Linked DNA regions of Sus scrofa: regions 2 and 3 are each linked to region 1. The links are chromatin contacts, called in public Hi-C maps. All regions are on one chromosome and are shown on one strand. The core of a region is the stretch at or near the end of the contact, and the rest is flanking DNA. Distances in the headings are between cores, read along the strand shown.

Region 1 (4,595 bases), core at 678-3,177:
ATCAAACCCGCATCCTCATGGATACTAGATGGGTTCATTACCACTGAGCCAGGGAGCTGGACAGGAACTCCTGATTTCATCCTTCTGACCTCATTTGAGACTTCTGACCTCAAGGACTGTAAGAGAATAAATGTGTGTTGTTTTAAGCCACCAAGTGAGCAGTAATTTGTTGCAGGGGAAATACATACAGAACACATCAACATTAATGGTGTAAAAGGAGCTGGTGGGGTTGGATGAATGTGTCCAGGAAGCCTGGGTAGAATGAGAAGAGTAGAGGGTCCAGCATTTAAGATACAGGCAAAAGAAGTGCATCTCAGAAAGAGCTCTAAGAAGCAGCAGCCAGAGGGAGAAGGACACCAAGGGAAATTGTCCTCCCAGGATTCAAGGGAAAGAATGTCCCGTGAAGAGAGGAGTGGTTAACAGTACCAGTTGTTCTTAGAAGTCACACAAGACCATTGCCTTTTGCCTTTGAAGATAAGGAGATCCTAGTTGACCCTGAAATAACTGGAGTAGTTGTGGCTGAAGACAGACAGACTAGAGTGGGTTGAAGGCAGACTGAAAGGATGAACCAGAGCGTGTTTCACAACCTATTTGTTCTGTCTCCTCCACCAGACTGTACACATTTTTTTCAACTTTTAATTCTATTACGCAAGTAGTATAAATTCATTACAGAAAAGTTAGAATACACTGATTAGCCAAAAGAAAAAAAAATTACTCATAATGTCCTCAGCTGGTAATATTTTCGTGTATTTTAGTTTTTAGGGTTTTTTTTTTCCCCCCTGCACAAACTATATAATCCTCTTAATCACTTAGCCGGGTGAATACCATTAGGCCATTTCAAGAACATCTGACTCCAAGGCGAATGTTCAATGTTCTGCACCGCAGTGCTTTCCTGATACTTTCCTGGGGACTTCAGGCTCCAGAACTGAACCCAAATGGATTTTTATTCTGAACACCATCTCTCATCCATACAAGTGGTTCCCAAGAGGCAAAGTTTAGTGAGTGGGGAAGAGTGGCAGTCTTTAGCCAGGTAGGGAGGGTGAGTGAGGTTGAGAGGTGATGGGAAGAATGAAGGCGAGGGTGAGAGGGCGGAGTAAGGGGCGGGGGGGGGGGGCAGGGGTTAGGTTCCTTCCTCGAAACATCCCAACCAAGTGGGCATTAGACTTCCCATTTTGCAGTGCAGGAAACTGAAGTTCCAAGAAGAGATGTAATTTTCCCCAGGTGACACAGTTACCCAGGCGCCGAGCCACAAACACCCCAAAGCAAGGGCACATGGCTAGGCGCGGAGCAAAAGGCCGGGTGGGAGGCCCTGGCTAAACTCAGGCGGAGAGCTGGGTGTGGGGAGCAAAATAGGGGTCGGATGATTTGGGGCGGAGAGGGGCACCGAAACACCCCCAAATCCTCTTTGAGAGAGACAAGAGTCGGGGTCGGGGGTGGGTTGTGAATCTGAAGGGGTGGGGTCATGAGGGCTGGGAACTAATGGGTAGGAGAGGAAGACGCAAGACGTATTAAGGAGGGCTGAGGAGATGGGGCACCGGGGCTTTAGAAGCGAGAGTAACTTGGGACGCCTGGGAGCTGGACGAAAAGAGGTGGAGCCAAGGGCAAGCCGAGAGGGAGGCAGGGCTTTAAGGGCGGCCGAAGGACCCCGTGGAGAGGCACGGGGCGGGGCCGCGGAGCCCTTGGAGGGGCCGGGGCGGGGAAGCGAGCCGGGGCGGAGCTTTCACGGGCTGGGCGGCCAGAGGGCGGGGCTGAGGAGCCCGGGGCGGGCGGGGGACCGGCGGTGCCGGCTAAGGTGGGGAGCGAGGCTGGAAGGCCGTGGGCGGGGCCTAGGAGCGGGCGGGGTGGAAAAGGTCTGGGCTCCCGGGCTCCCAGTACGCGAGGGGACGCGGCAGTGCCGGGCGGAGGCAGTGGGGGGGCGGGGCGCGGAGGGGGCGGGGCGTGCGGAGGCCGGGACGGAGCCCGCGGCGGGCTGTGAGGCGGTGCCAGTGCAGCGCAGCGAGCGCCCCCCGGGCCCCACTCCTTCAGCCCCGGAGCCCCCACCCCGCTCCCGCCATGCCCGAGCAGCTCAGCGTTGCGGAGTTCCTGGCCGTCACCGCAGAGGACCTCAGCTCCCCGGCAGGGGCTGCCGTCTTCGCCGCCAAGATACCCCGGTGCCGGGGGGCAGCATTGGCGCGGGAGGAGGTGAGGGGGCCGAGGCGGGAGGGGTCTGGGGTCCCGGCCGGGCCTCGCCTTGACCTTCACAGCCGTGACTGGAGCTGCGACGGCCCTTACCGCGCCCCAGAAACCTACCCTCTCCCTAGATCTTTGTGAACCGAGTGCATCTCAAACATCTGCGTCCTCACGTCGAGTCTGGGGGAGGGACCGAGGGACCGTTTATTTTTTGGGGGGTGGGCTCGAGGTCACCTCGACGACAGACTTCACAGGAAGTCTCTGCCTCGGCTCCGTGCGCAGGACTAACCCGCTAATGCTTCTGATGACCTGCCTGCCGCCCAGTCGCGTGTGGGTTTGCTCAGAGTTTGACTGCATCTGTTTGAGTTTTCATCTTTGGAGCCCCACAAGTTTCCCCCCCCTCCGCCCCAGTCATTCTCTTTCTGGCAAGCAGACCTTCCTTCCTCAGTCCTGAACTTCTCCCTGGCTGCCGGGAGGCCCCCTCCCCCAGACTGCTGGTTCTGAGACTTGGCCGGTGTTTGTGGCATGAATGCGAATGAAAAGGCGCCAGGAGCTGGGGTTCACCTTGGCCAGACTGTTCTCATGTTTAGTCTCCTCTGCCCTCCCCTCTCCTCTTTGTCTTTCCCAGCAATGCGTCCCAGGCCTTTTCTTTGGCTCTTGCAGGCTGCCCCACCCCATTCCCCTGCTCGTTTGGGTTTCATTCCTGTTCTCAGGACCCGCTGCACTTTCTTGGGCCTCCTCTGCGGGAATATTCTAGGGCAGATACCCTCCTGAAGCTTTGGGCCAAGGGGGAATAATGTGTTTTTGCAGCTCCCTGTCAGAAGATGCCCTGACCTTGGGTGGCATTTTGGACCTCAGCAACATTTCTCAGATTTCTTCCTTCATCAGAGGAATATTGAGCACCTACTGTGTGGAAGATCCAAAAATTAATAGTTCTTCATCCCTCTGGGCCAATGTCTTGGGAAATCTCTTCCTGTCTTCCTCTTCTTGGCTGTCTGAACCCCCATCCCAGAGTCTGTCTGTGTCACTTTGTAGGGGTGATGGGGAACTGTGGAAAGATCACAGACTTTGGGGGTGGCCTACCTGTGTTCACCTTGTGGCTCCGCAGTTTGCCAGCTGTGTGAGCTTGGGCACGTGACCTGATCTGTTGGAGCCCCACTTTTGGCATCTGTAAAATGGGATGATAGTGTTTACCTCACAGGACTATGGTATTACATGAGGTCATGTATGTAAGGCGTGCATTTTGATTAATGAAATGATCATCAGGTTAATTGACATACCTCTTTAGACAGGGACTGAATCTCTTTTGTCCTCATTTCACTCACAGAGCCTAGCCTACTATTTTTCATCTAGTGGGGATACATGTTTTAATTAAAATAAGAAGCAGCCAGTGACCTTTGGCTTCCTTCCTTGGGCAGAACCAGTAGCTTGGAGTGCACACCTATGAATGTAGATTGTATTTTACTGGAGGCTCACAGGGAGACTGCCTCAGAGCCTCATCTTGAGGATCAAGCTTCCTGAGGTTTGTCTTCGTAGCCTTACATTTTGTGAACCAGAAGAGTTCAGTGCAGTCAGCACCCTTAGGGCTTTCACAGTTCACACTCCTCTGTGGGTTGTTCATTAAAATGTTAAATCAGAGAGGGATCAGGAGAAAGGGCTGTACTATGAAACCTTCTCCCGGGACAGAAATGCCCATTTATGCCTGTGCATCTGGCCTTGCCTGGCATCGAGTGTGTAAGCACTTGTGTGTGCCTGGGGGAGGGTGCCTTGGAATGGGTCTAGAGGCTACAGCAGCCTCCCTGCAGGGCTCGGCTTTGCCCCAGTTCAGGCCAGACAAAACCTAGTCTCTTTTGCCTCGGGGACTTTAGTTTGGTGCACGCAAGAGTTCATTTTTGCAGTGGAAAGGTTTGTGACACCCAAATACAGCTTTTCTCTTCAGTATTTCAGTGCCCAGAAGTTAGAATCTGACCTTTGGATTGGACTTTCCTGAGGTTTCCTGTTTGGCTTTCCATTTGTGTTTATATTTACAGGTAGTTTGATGCTGTCATTCCCCTGGTCCCAGTTCTATGCTTGACTAACCCACCTCCAGACTTGAAGCTCTGTTTGGCTGAGTCGAGATTTGACTGATTCTTAAAGCAAGTCTTCCAGTCCCAGATGGTTTCCTGAGAGTAACTAGGGACTCTGTCCTGGTACTTGAAGAGTTGTTTTGTTTGTTTGTTTGTTTCTTTTTTTCTTTGTTTGTTTGTTTGCAGTCCTGATAGAAAGGACCCTGGGCAGATCACAGGAAATTAGAATGTCAGTGCTGAGGGGCCCTTTAAGATAGAGATCACCTAGGAACGCTCTCATTTAACAAGGAGAAACTGATGTCCAGAATGTGCTAATGACTTGTCTAAGCTCCCTTAGCTGGGTAGTGCAAGAATTGGCAT
Region 2 (4,595 bases), core at 1,242-3,741, 55 kb after region 1:
AGTATAGACAGCTGTCCCCTCAACCCAGAGGGGCTTGCTTGGAGATTGGCCAAGAGGGTTTAGTCTAACCTCCTACAAGTGGCCTACAGTGCTCTGCATGGTCAGGCCCCACCCATCTCCAACTTTCTGCCCCTCCCCTCTGTGCACTCCTCTCACCTCTCTGCTGTAGCCACACCAATTTTTCAGTTCCTTCAACCCTGACATGCCAAGCACCCTCCCTTCCCTAAGCTTTGCACATTCAGAACTCCAGGACTCTGTTCCTCCCAGGATGCCCAGAGCTAAAAGTGCCTGGACATAGTAGGTGTTCAATAAATCCATGAAGGAGAGTTCCCTGGTGGCTCAGTGAGTTAAGGACCTGGCATTGACACTGCAGTGGTACAGGTCTGATCCCTGGCCTGGGAACTTCCATATGCCATGGGTGTGGCCAAAAATAAATAAATAAATAAAATTAAATAAATATATGAATGAATGAATGTTTCTTCTTATGTTAATACTCTCCTCCTCCTCCCCACAACTCCCACTCAGCACTTCTGCCCAAAATTTAAACTTCATTTCCTCAGAGAACATGACACCCTAACTGGTGCAGGTCTCCTCAAATACGTCTGTAAGTTACCCTCCATTTCTTCCTGACCCTCACCCCAGTTGGGATAGCACAGGATTGATGATGTTTAAGGTTGTTCTTACCCTTAGACTGAGTCCCCCTTGCTGAGATTGGATCTGTCTTGTTTGTTGCTCAGACATTCAGTATGTATTTGTTGAATGAATGAAAAACCTCCCCCTAACTACCTTGGTCCCAGGTCACACAGCAGCAGTTAGAAGTGTTTACCAAAATTTTAGAAATGGAGACCTGATTAAAAAAAACAAAACTGGAGTTCCCGTGGTGGCGCAGTGGTTAACGAATCCAACTAGGAACCATGAGGCTGCGGGTTCGATCCCTGCCCTTGCTCAGTGGGTTAAAGATCCGGCATTGCCGTGAGCTGTGGTGTAGGTCACAGATGCGGCTCGGATCCCGAGTTGCTGTGGCTCTGGCATAGGCTGGTGGCTACGGCTCCGATTGGACCCCTGGCCTGGGAACCTCCATATGCCGCGGGAGCGGCCCAAGAAATGGCAAAAAGACAAAATAAATAAATAAATAAATAAATAATAATAAAAAGTAAAAAATACAAAACTGTTTATTTGGGTTTTGTTAGTACTGCAGCCTGGGAGGCAGACTCAAGAAGAGCTTGAGTTGTGTTCTGCAGGACTACAAAATGGGGGAGACTTAACAGCTGCAAAAACCTCAAGGTTGCAGGTAGTTACACAAGTTGTTTATCAAGAATTACAATTGCAGCTGGCCAGAAGTAAGAGTGCTTGTTAAGTAAAGATTGGTTGGGGTCTGAAATGGTTGCACAGTTCCAATGGGAGACCTTGAGACCATCAGGTTTTGTAGTTGGCAGGTGTCGTTCTGAGTACTCTGGTGGTGTCCTTGGATCTGGTACAGTTCAAAGAAAGTTTTCAGTGATGCGGGGATGTGTCTGAGACCAGATGCTCTCGGCCACTCGACTCCATTTTGGATGCCTGAACTGTGATCACTCCATTTTAATTTCACATTGTCATCAGAAGCCAGAGGCATCTACTCTGTGACAGGGGATGGGGCGCCCTAAGTTTCTCTCAGGAAAGTCTGGAGATTTCACTGAACACCCCAAGCCACAACTCCCCATCCCAAACACTATGGACCACTCTTTATGAACCTCCCCTTCAGGTCCATAAGCACCTCTCACATACACACACACACACACAGATCATTTTCTGTCAAACTCACTTGTTTAGGAAGGGATCTGTGTCTGCTGAGGACACTTGGAAGGTCCTTCCCCAGGAGCACAGATGTGTGTACAGCTTTGAGGGCATAATCCTGTTTCCTCCCTTCCAGAACCAATCCCATTGGAGAGGCAGTGTCCTGACCCTGAATAAATAAAGGGCACCCATGCTCCTGGATCAGTATTTTTCTAAGTTTGGTACACTTAAGAATCTCCCAAGCCCGGAGTTTCCGTTGTGGCGCAGTGGTTAACGAATCTGACTAGGAACTATGAGGTTGCGGGTTCGATCCCTGGCCTTGCTCAGTGGGTTGAGGACGCGGCGTTGCTGTGGCTCTGGTGCAGGCCGGAAGCTTCAGCTCCGATTAGACCCCTAGCCTGGGAACCTCCGTATGCCGCAAGAGCGGCCCTAGAAACGGCAAAAAAAAAAAAAAAAAGAATCTCCCAAGCCTCACCGTGCACTGGTGGGACCTGCAACACCAGCAGAGCTTGTTAGCTGTTCACCAAACTGACGGCAACAGGGCTGGATACATGCAGTGCGCGCCAAAGAGTGAGCCCAGGATCAGACACAACTGGCTTTAGCGATGATGCAAAAATAATGTGATTCGTGTGTACCGAATTGCCTCCACGTGGGCACAGGCACGAACTAGGTCCGCCTGCTTTGAGCTGCAACGGTGCAGAGACTCTGGGGCCCAGAACTCTTCTCAAGGCTCCCGGAGCACCCTCTGGCGCCCTCCTGGCCGCCACAGCCTCTTGTGTCCTGGAACGACGGCCGCCCCACTCGCCAGAGAGTCCTCCTTCCCAAACCTCCCGGGACGGGCTTGAGGTGAAGGGCCGGCTCTCGCAGCCTCGTCCCCCTCTCGGGAGGGCCGACTGGCCGGGGCGATTGCCCGGGCGAGTCCTTGAAGTCTATATTTAGTGCACGCCACCCCTCCCCCACGGTCCGGAGGCCGGCGGCCGAGGGGGGTAGGGGAGAGCCCCGCCCCCGCCCCCGCCGGGCGTGCGTGTCGGGTGTGTTAGCGGCCCGCGCGGGTTGCGCGCCCTCAGCCGTTGCGCCTCAGGCCCCCGAAGCCAGGCTGCCGCCCTTGCGCCCCTCGCCCCGCCGGGCGTCGCGGGCCACCATGGGCCAGGAAGAGGAGCTTCTAAGGATCGCCAGGAAGCTGGAGAAGATGGTGGCCAGGAAGAACACGGTGAGGCGGCAAAGTTCGGGCCACAGCCCCCGCCCCCGGGAGGCGCGGCGCGTGCTCACCCGGGACTCCCGGGGGCGCGTGCTGGCTGGGCGCCCGGGAGGCGCGTGCGGGACTCGGGGACCCGAGGGAGGTGCGGCTGAGGCAGGGCTCAGCGCCCCGTGGGGATTGCTGGCACCTCGGGGTGGGCGTGTGCGTGGGCCGGGGCAGGATCGTGCGGGCCCCGAAGACCGGGCTTGAGCACGTCCGCCGGGACGTGCAGGGTTGGGGCCCCTGGGCAGCTTGTGCAGCGCCCGGTAAAGAGCGAAGAGACGGGGACCTGGAAAAAGACCCAGGGACTCGGCGTGTGCAAAGCCTGGGGAGCGGTGGTGACTTCGGGACGGGAGACCAGGGGGAACAAAATCCTGGGTGACCTGAGAAGGGGCAAAGAAATTTGAGCTGATGAGAGGTGCTGAGCCGCGTCTGTCCCACACCCTGGGAGTGGATCTGGCAAAGAAAAGTGAAGGGGCCTCGTAAACCCCAACCCCACGGTTTGAGGCTCCAGGAGCTGTTCTGTTTGCAACTCTCCCTTTCCTTGGCCGCAGGGTGGGGCCCGGGGAGGCGGGGGCTGAACAGGTGTCGGGCAGCCGCTGCGCCCACGGGACCCGCGGGCGGGGGAAGAGGGACCCGCTAGAGGCCTGTACTGGCGGGAGGGGGAAGCTGGAGGGAGGTTGGGGGGAAATCAGGGCTGGCGGCCCTACCCGCGGATCCCAAAGCGCCCCGTGCCAGGAGCCCAGAGCACGGGCGACTTGAAGTTAATGTTTGATCCTCCGGGTGATCTTTGCCTCAAGCTGGCTGCCGCCGGGTTGCTGAGCCGAGCAAACTTGGCCTTGGGATAGGGAGGGTGGTGGCTCACCAAGAGAGGGAAGATAGGGGAGGATAGCCCAGCAGGTAAGTCCCCCCACTTTGCCCTGTCTCAGGGTCCTCCTCTTCCCACCATCTAAGCCTTTCCAGCACATTCTGTACTCCTCAGAGCTTGGGAAAGGGATGGACCCTAAGGGTGGTTTTGGAGCAGGGAAGTGGTAGGGGTCGCTGGATCCATGGAGTGTCAGGCAGCCCTAGAGTAGACATGGGCAGTAACTAGTTGGTCCATGTAAAGACCAGAGCCTCAGTTTCTTCATCTGTAAGAAGATGAGATTACCTACCTCCTGGGAAGGAATGTCACTGGATTTTTGTCTCTGCTGGTGGCAGTGAGGATGGAAGTGATGTGAAACCCTAGGAAGACAGGGACTGATGCTTGGGAAGGGTGAGAGGATGACACCTGCTTTTGCACAGCCAGAGGAAACTCAGAAACCTGGAAGCTCCTGTTCCGGGATACTCCAAAGTCAGTGAAACTGAGCCCTTTCTCAGCTGGGGGCGCAGAGCCCAGCACAGGTCTCTTGAACCAAATTCCAGCTCAGGTAGACAGATTATCCCAACCCTGCCCCTTGCTGACCCCAGGTTTGAGCCAGGAGATTCTGGACCTTTGTGGGGTGGGAGAGAGAGGGGAGGGGGGAAGCTTAGGAGACCTGAGAAAGACAGCTTGGCTGAGGAGGAGGGCACCTGCCCTGGACTCCCCTCCCTCCTTTAATGGACC
Region 3 (4,595 bases), core at 719-3,218, 39 kb before region 1:
CGATTCCACCCCTAGCCTAGGAACTTCCATATGCTACAAGTGCAGCCCTAAAAATACCAAAAAAAAAAAAATTATTTAAAAAAAATAAAAATTCTTTATTGCCTGAAAGGTGAGGCATAAAATATTATGGAATAAAAAATGAAGACTTGGTCAAGAAGACATGCATTGAAGCAAATGATGAAAATTAACATTTTATTTAACATTCATTGATCAGCTCGCAATAAGTTATGTAGAAAAATACATGCTTGAATGATTTTAATGGCTAAGGAATAAAATAAAATAGTAATATCAAAAAAGTAAAATAAAAAAGTAATATCAAAAAAGTAAAATAAAAAGTAAAATAAAAAAGTAATATCAAAAAAATTAACTGGGAGCTCCCTCGTGGCTCAGTGAATTAAGGATCCTGCATTGGCACTGTGGCGCGGGTTTGATCTCTTGCCAGGAAACTTCAATATGCCGTGGGTGCGCCAAAAATAAATAAATAAGTAAATAAATAGGCTGGGCCATGAAAGTCCAGTGAAATGCATAGACTGGAGTAAAGGGGTCTGTGTACTAGAGATAAGGCCAGAGATGTAACCACAGCTGCTGTTTCTTAAGTGCCTAAGGAACTAGGCTGGGTGCTGAGAGCTTTACATGTGGTATCTCATGAGATTCCCCCACAATCTTATGAAGTGAGTGTCACTAGGGATAAGGAAACCCGAGCTCAGAGAGTTTACAGAACTTGCCTGGGGTCACACAGCTAGTGAAGTGACAGTGCCTGGGATTGAACCCAGGGCTGTCTGCCACAAAGTCTGGGTTCTTCATCCCCATGAATTATTACCACCTCATCCTGGAGATCTGAGGATCCGGTAGGTAGTAAGCTGGAGACTGACTCCAGAGTGCTTCGAATGCCAGGCTCAAACTTGTATAAAAATCACACAGCACCAGGCAGGAATCAGCAGATATGGAATTTAGCAGCAACTTCTGGAGCCTCTGCCACTCACTAGCCAAGGTCTCTTCTCTGAGCCTTGGCCTCCCTAAATTTGGAGAGATGAGGAATGTAAATGGATTATCAGCAATGAGGGAAGGAAGACCTGTGACTAAAGGATTGTTTAGGAGAAACCTGGAGATGTGCAATTATTTACTGAGTGATGGGCTCTGGGCATACACTGTGAACAGGTTGGAGCCCTGCAGTCTGAACTCCCAAGCAAGCCTGCAAGGGGCCGGGCACAGCTTGGGAGAGTGAGGGAGGAGACTTTTATTGGAACAAATAAGGGCCCAGGAGCTGGCCTGTCCCATGTTGAACTGCCAGACCTCAAGTCGCTGATCTCTCTGTGTGACCTTGGGCAAGTTACCTAGCCTCTCAGACTGTCCATCTTTGCCACGAAGAACATTGTTCCTCTTCTGAGGGTTGTTGGATTAAATTAAATGAAATAAAACGAAATCATCTAGCCAGGTGCTTAGCATAATCAATATGCCAGGTTATGGGAGCTCAATAGATGTCAGTAGCCCCCTTTGAAGAGGTACAAATGTTAGGTTCCGTCTTTCACCCTCTTGCCAGGAAAGAGTACAGGTTCCTGGCTTTCAGTTTCATTTTGGCTCTCATTTCATTTCATTTCATTTTAGCGGGGGGAAAAGGATATAAACACACATATGTTATCTGAACTATACGCAAACAAAAGGCCTGCGTCCTGGGCAGTGTACTGCTTGCTGGGTCTGGGCTCTGGTCAGGACTCCACGCCAAAGTGTTTTCCCTCACCTCCAGGGAATTCGGACCCAGTCCTCAGCTTGCGGCTGCCTCTACCCTGGGCGGGAACCATCCTCTCAGTCTGTTTCTCCCTCAGCCAGCGCTGGCGGGCGCCGAGCAACAGCAGGTGTAGCGGCCCCTTTAAGCCCCAGGCTCTTGTTGTAATCACCGCCTAGGGGTCGGGTCCTTTCCGGGGGGTGGAGCCTTTGCCTGTGTCAGCGACCAATCAGAGCGCGGCATTTTCCGCGGGAGATCCGAATTTCGCGGCACGCAGTTTCGCGCTAAAAAAAAAAAGAAGAAGAAAAAAAAGAAGCAGAGAAAGGTTCAGGGACTCGAGAGCGAGGCGAGAGGGAGTCGGTGCAATCGGTCTGTCTCCCCGATCCCAGCGCATCGCGTTTCTGCCGAGCCCGCGGGTACCCCAGAGACCCCTTCCCGGAGCCGGCTGGATCCCAGGCGCCTAAGCCTTCGGGGGCTCAGGGCCCTCGCTGGTCGCAGCCGTCCTCGGGGCGGGACAGCCCCTGGCTGTGCCGCCGCCGCCGCCGCCACCAAGCGATCTCCAAGCGGCGATCTCCAAGCGCTGTCCGGCTCGGCGGCGGGCCAGGAGGGGAGGGTCTGGCCTTGCCCCGCCGGCGTCCATTGGCGGCTTCCCCCGGCCTCCGCGCCATGCCGCGGGTCGTGTGAGCCACCCTAGGCTCCGAAGCCCGCAGGTGCCTGCGGGCGCGCCAGGCCCGGCTGGGGAGGGGGCGCTGCACTCGCCATGCTGCGAGGGCCCCGGGTCCTGGCTCCTGCCGCGGGGCCGCCCCCCACTGGACTGCCCGCGATGAGCCCCACCGAGCTGTGGCCGCCCGGCCTTAGCAGCCCCCAGCTCTGCCAGGCCACCACCACCTACTACACCCAGCTGTACCCGCAGACTATGCCTCCCGCCGCAGCGCCGGGCACCTGCCTCGACGCCACCCCCCACGGACCGGAGGGCCAAGCTGTGCGATGCGTGCCGGCTGGCCGGCTGCCGGTAATGCTGGGGACCCCCCTCACCCACCGCTTCCCTCTCTGCTTATCTGGGTGTGGGAAAGGCGGGAGGGACCCAGTCTGAGTGAAGCAGGTTGAATCTGGGGAGGGAGAAGGGGCGCTTTCAGCTTCCAGAACAACACATTTCCTAAATATCTGAATAGAAGAGCCTTTCGTTTTCAGACTTGGGGTGAAATAACCTCATTTCTTGGAGTGGAATGGAATGAGCACTGGATCAAGAGTGTGGAGACCCAACACTATCCTCAGTGCACCCTGGGGAAGACCATGGGATCAATTTGCTGTCATTCATTCTTGTGTTCATTGTTTGGCCCAGAAACCAGTGCTGGGCACCTGCTATTGTCCAGTCACAGAGCTGAGCCTGGGGACAGTAACAAGGGACTTTAAAATAGGGGGAGGTCTCTCAGGTCCAGTCGGGCTGAGATTCCAAATTTTGCACTGAGCCAACTCTTTCCTGACTTTTGCCCTAGGTCCTCCCCCAGGCTCAATCTTCTGTTCCAGACAGCCAGTAGCAGGTGCAAGTTGGGGGCAGCCCTCTGGGGTTCCTGTTCAGATTGACTGTTCCTTCTTCAAGCCCCCAGGCCCGTTGCCAGGGAGGGGCCAATGTGTGGTGGCACCAGACACAGGGTGTGTTGTGTGGGAGTGGAATTCCTGGAGCCCATGAGAATCGAAACAACCATAGGGTGGGGATGGAGTTGGAAGAGCCCTGAGGGTGTGGGGGTGGTAGTTAGCGAGCCTGGTTTCTCGTCCTGATTGCCATTTATTCGCTGTGTGTCCTTGGACAAGTCTTGGCCCCAATCTGAGTCCCAATTTCCTTGTCTTGAAAATGTGTGTCTGCATGGGTAGCTGTGGGACTAACTCACCTCGAGTCTCTTCCAGCTCCAGGTCCTGGGTTTTGGAAGCAGGCTCCAAGGAGGGGAGATGGGGCTCTTGTGGGTTTGCTTTGTGTGAGTGGTGAAGTAATTCAGGTACAGGGATAAGACCACCCCTCTGCCCTAGAGGCATCTGGTCAGACCTGTGTCAGTCAGCAGGCATAGGTCTCCAGCCACCTCTGGCTACGGGCAGAGTCCCCCACTCCCTGCTGCTTGAATCCTGCTTTGCCCATGCTCAAGGCTTAAAACTTTTCAGGGCTCCTTCCTGAACATTATTTCCAACCAGGAGAAAGGAGCAGGAGGACTTTTCCTATTTCACAGGTCAAACAGCCAAGGGTAACAAGGACTCTGCACCTATATTTTATTCAGCATTTTACAGCCTAAAACAGTTTTGAAACCTATAAAGTAGGTGGTATCAGTGTGCAGGGAGGGAAATAGTCTTGCAGAGGGGATGGGACCTGTCCAAGGTCACACAGAGAGATGTATGACCCACAAGGCAAGTGATCATTAGTTTCTTCCCGCAGCCTTGACTTTCCCCAGTACTGCCTGATGTAGGAGCTGGGTGTCCCCACGGAGGGGGCTCAGCGGTGGGCCCAGTCTCTCCTCTGGCCAGCTGCTTTCAGGCAACCCGGCAGAGTTTCAGTAACAGCTGTGGTTTTGAACTGCTTCCCTCCCAGAGGAGTCGAGTGCATCTGTCCGTCCCTCCCTCCCTGAGAGGCTCAGTGATCACAGCAAGAATGACTCTCTTTTATTGAATGCCTCTGATGTGCCAGGCACTGCTTGGCACTCTTCGCTTTCGTTATCTTGGCCAAGATGCCTGGCAAGAGGCATCTTACAGATGAGGAAACTGAGCATAGACGTGAAGTCACTTGTCCAAGCTCCAACCAAGACATGGTAGCATCTCTTTGCATCAGACCACCCTCAAGGCATTTGGGGCCTAGAACCCCCCTCTCCTGTTGGTCCCCAGCTGCCCT

What was found. A called contact is a pair of places that touch in the nucleus more often than the background predicts.
Region 2: a contact with region 1 is called in a Hi-C map of liver, with 2.1 times the contacts expected there. The contact joins the promoter of TCEA3 here to the promoter of ASAP3 in region 1. A contact is called at or near these places in 7 of 47 Hi-C or Micro-C datasets (blood, embryonic fibroblasts, fetal heart ventricle and 2 more) and 1 of 2 datasets of contacts at active chromatin or transcription factors (skeletal muscle).
Region 3: a contact with region 1 is called in a Hi-C map of alveolar macrophages, with 2.4 times the contacts expected there. The contact joins the promoter of E2F2 here to the promoter of ASAP3 in region 1. A contact is called at or near these places in 2 of 5 promoter capture datasets (fetal liver and liver), 32 of 47 Hi-C or Micro-C datasets (adipose tissue, alveolar macrophages, blood and 16 more) and 2 of 2 datasets of contacts at active chromatin or transcription factors (alveolar macrophages and skeletal muscle).

What each region holds. Positions count from the first base shown.
Region 1 is chr6:81,357,386-81,361,980 of Sscrofa11.1, reverse strand. ASAP3 (arf-GAP with SH3 domain, ANK repeat and PH domain-containing protein 3) reads left to right here and starts at 1,927. Exons shown (of 26, transcript XM_021095526.1): 1 at 1,927-2,181. The coding sequence starts at 2,053.
Region 2 is chr6:81,302,798-81,307,392 of Sscrofa11.1, reverse strand. TCEA3 (transcription elongation factor A protein 3) reads left to right here and starts at 2,491. Exons shown (of 11, transcript XM_021095523.1): 1 at 2,491-2,983. The coding sequence starts at 2,915.
Region 3 is chr6:81,396,235-81,400,829 of Sscrofa11.1, reverse strand. E2F2 (transcription factor E2F2) reads left to right here and starts at 1,968. Exons shown (of 7, transcript XM_021095527.1): 1 at 1,968-2,735. The coding sequence starts at 2,484. LOC110261115 (a long non-coding RNA gene) reads right to left here and starts at 2,007. Exons shown (of 2, transcript XR_002344941.1): 1 at 1,739-2,007; 2 at 1-1,016.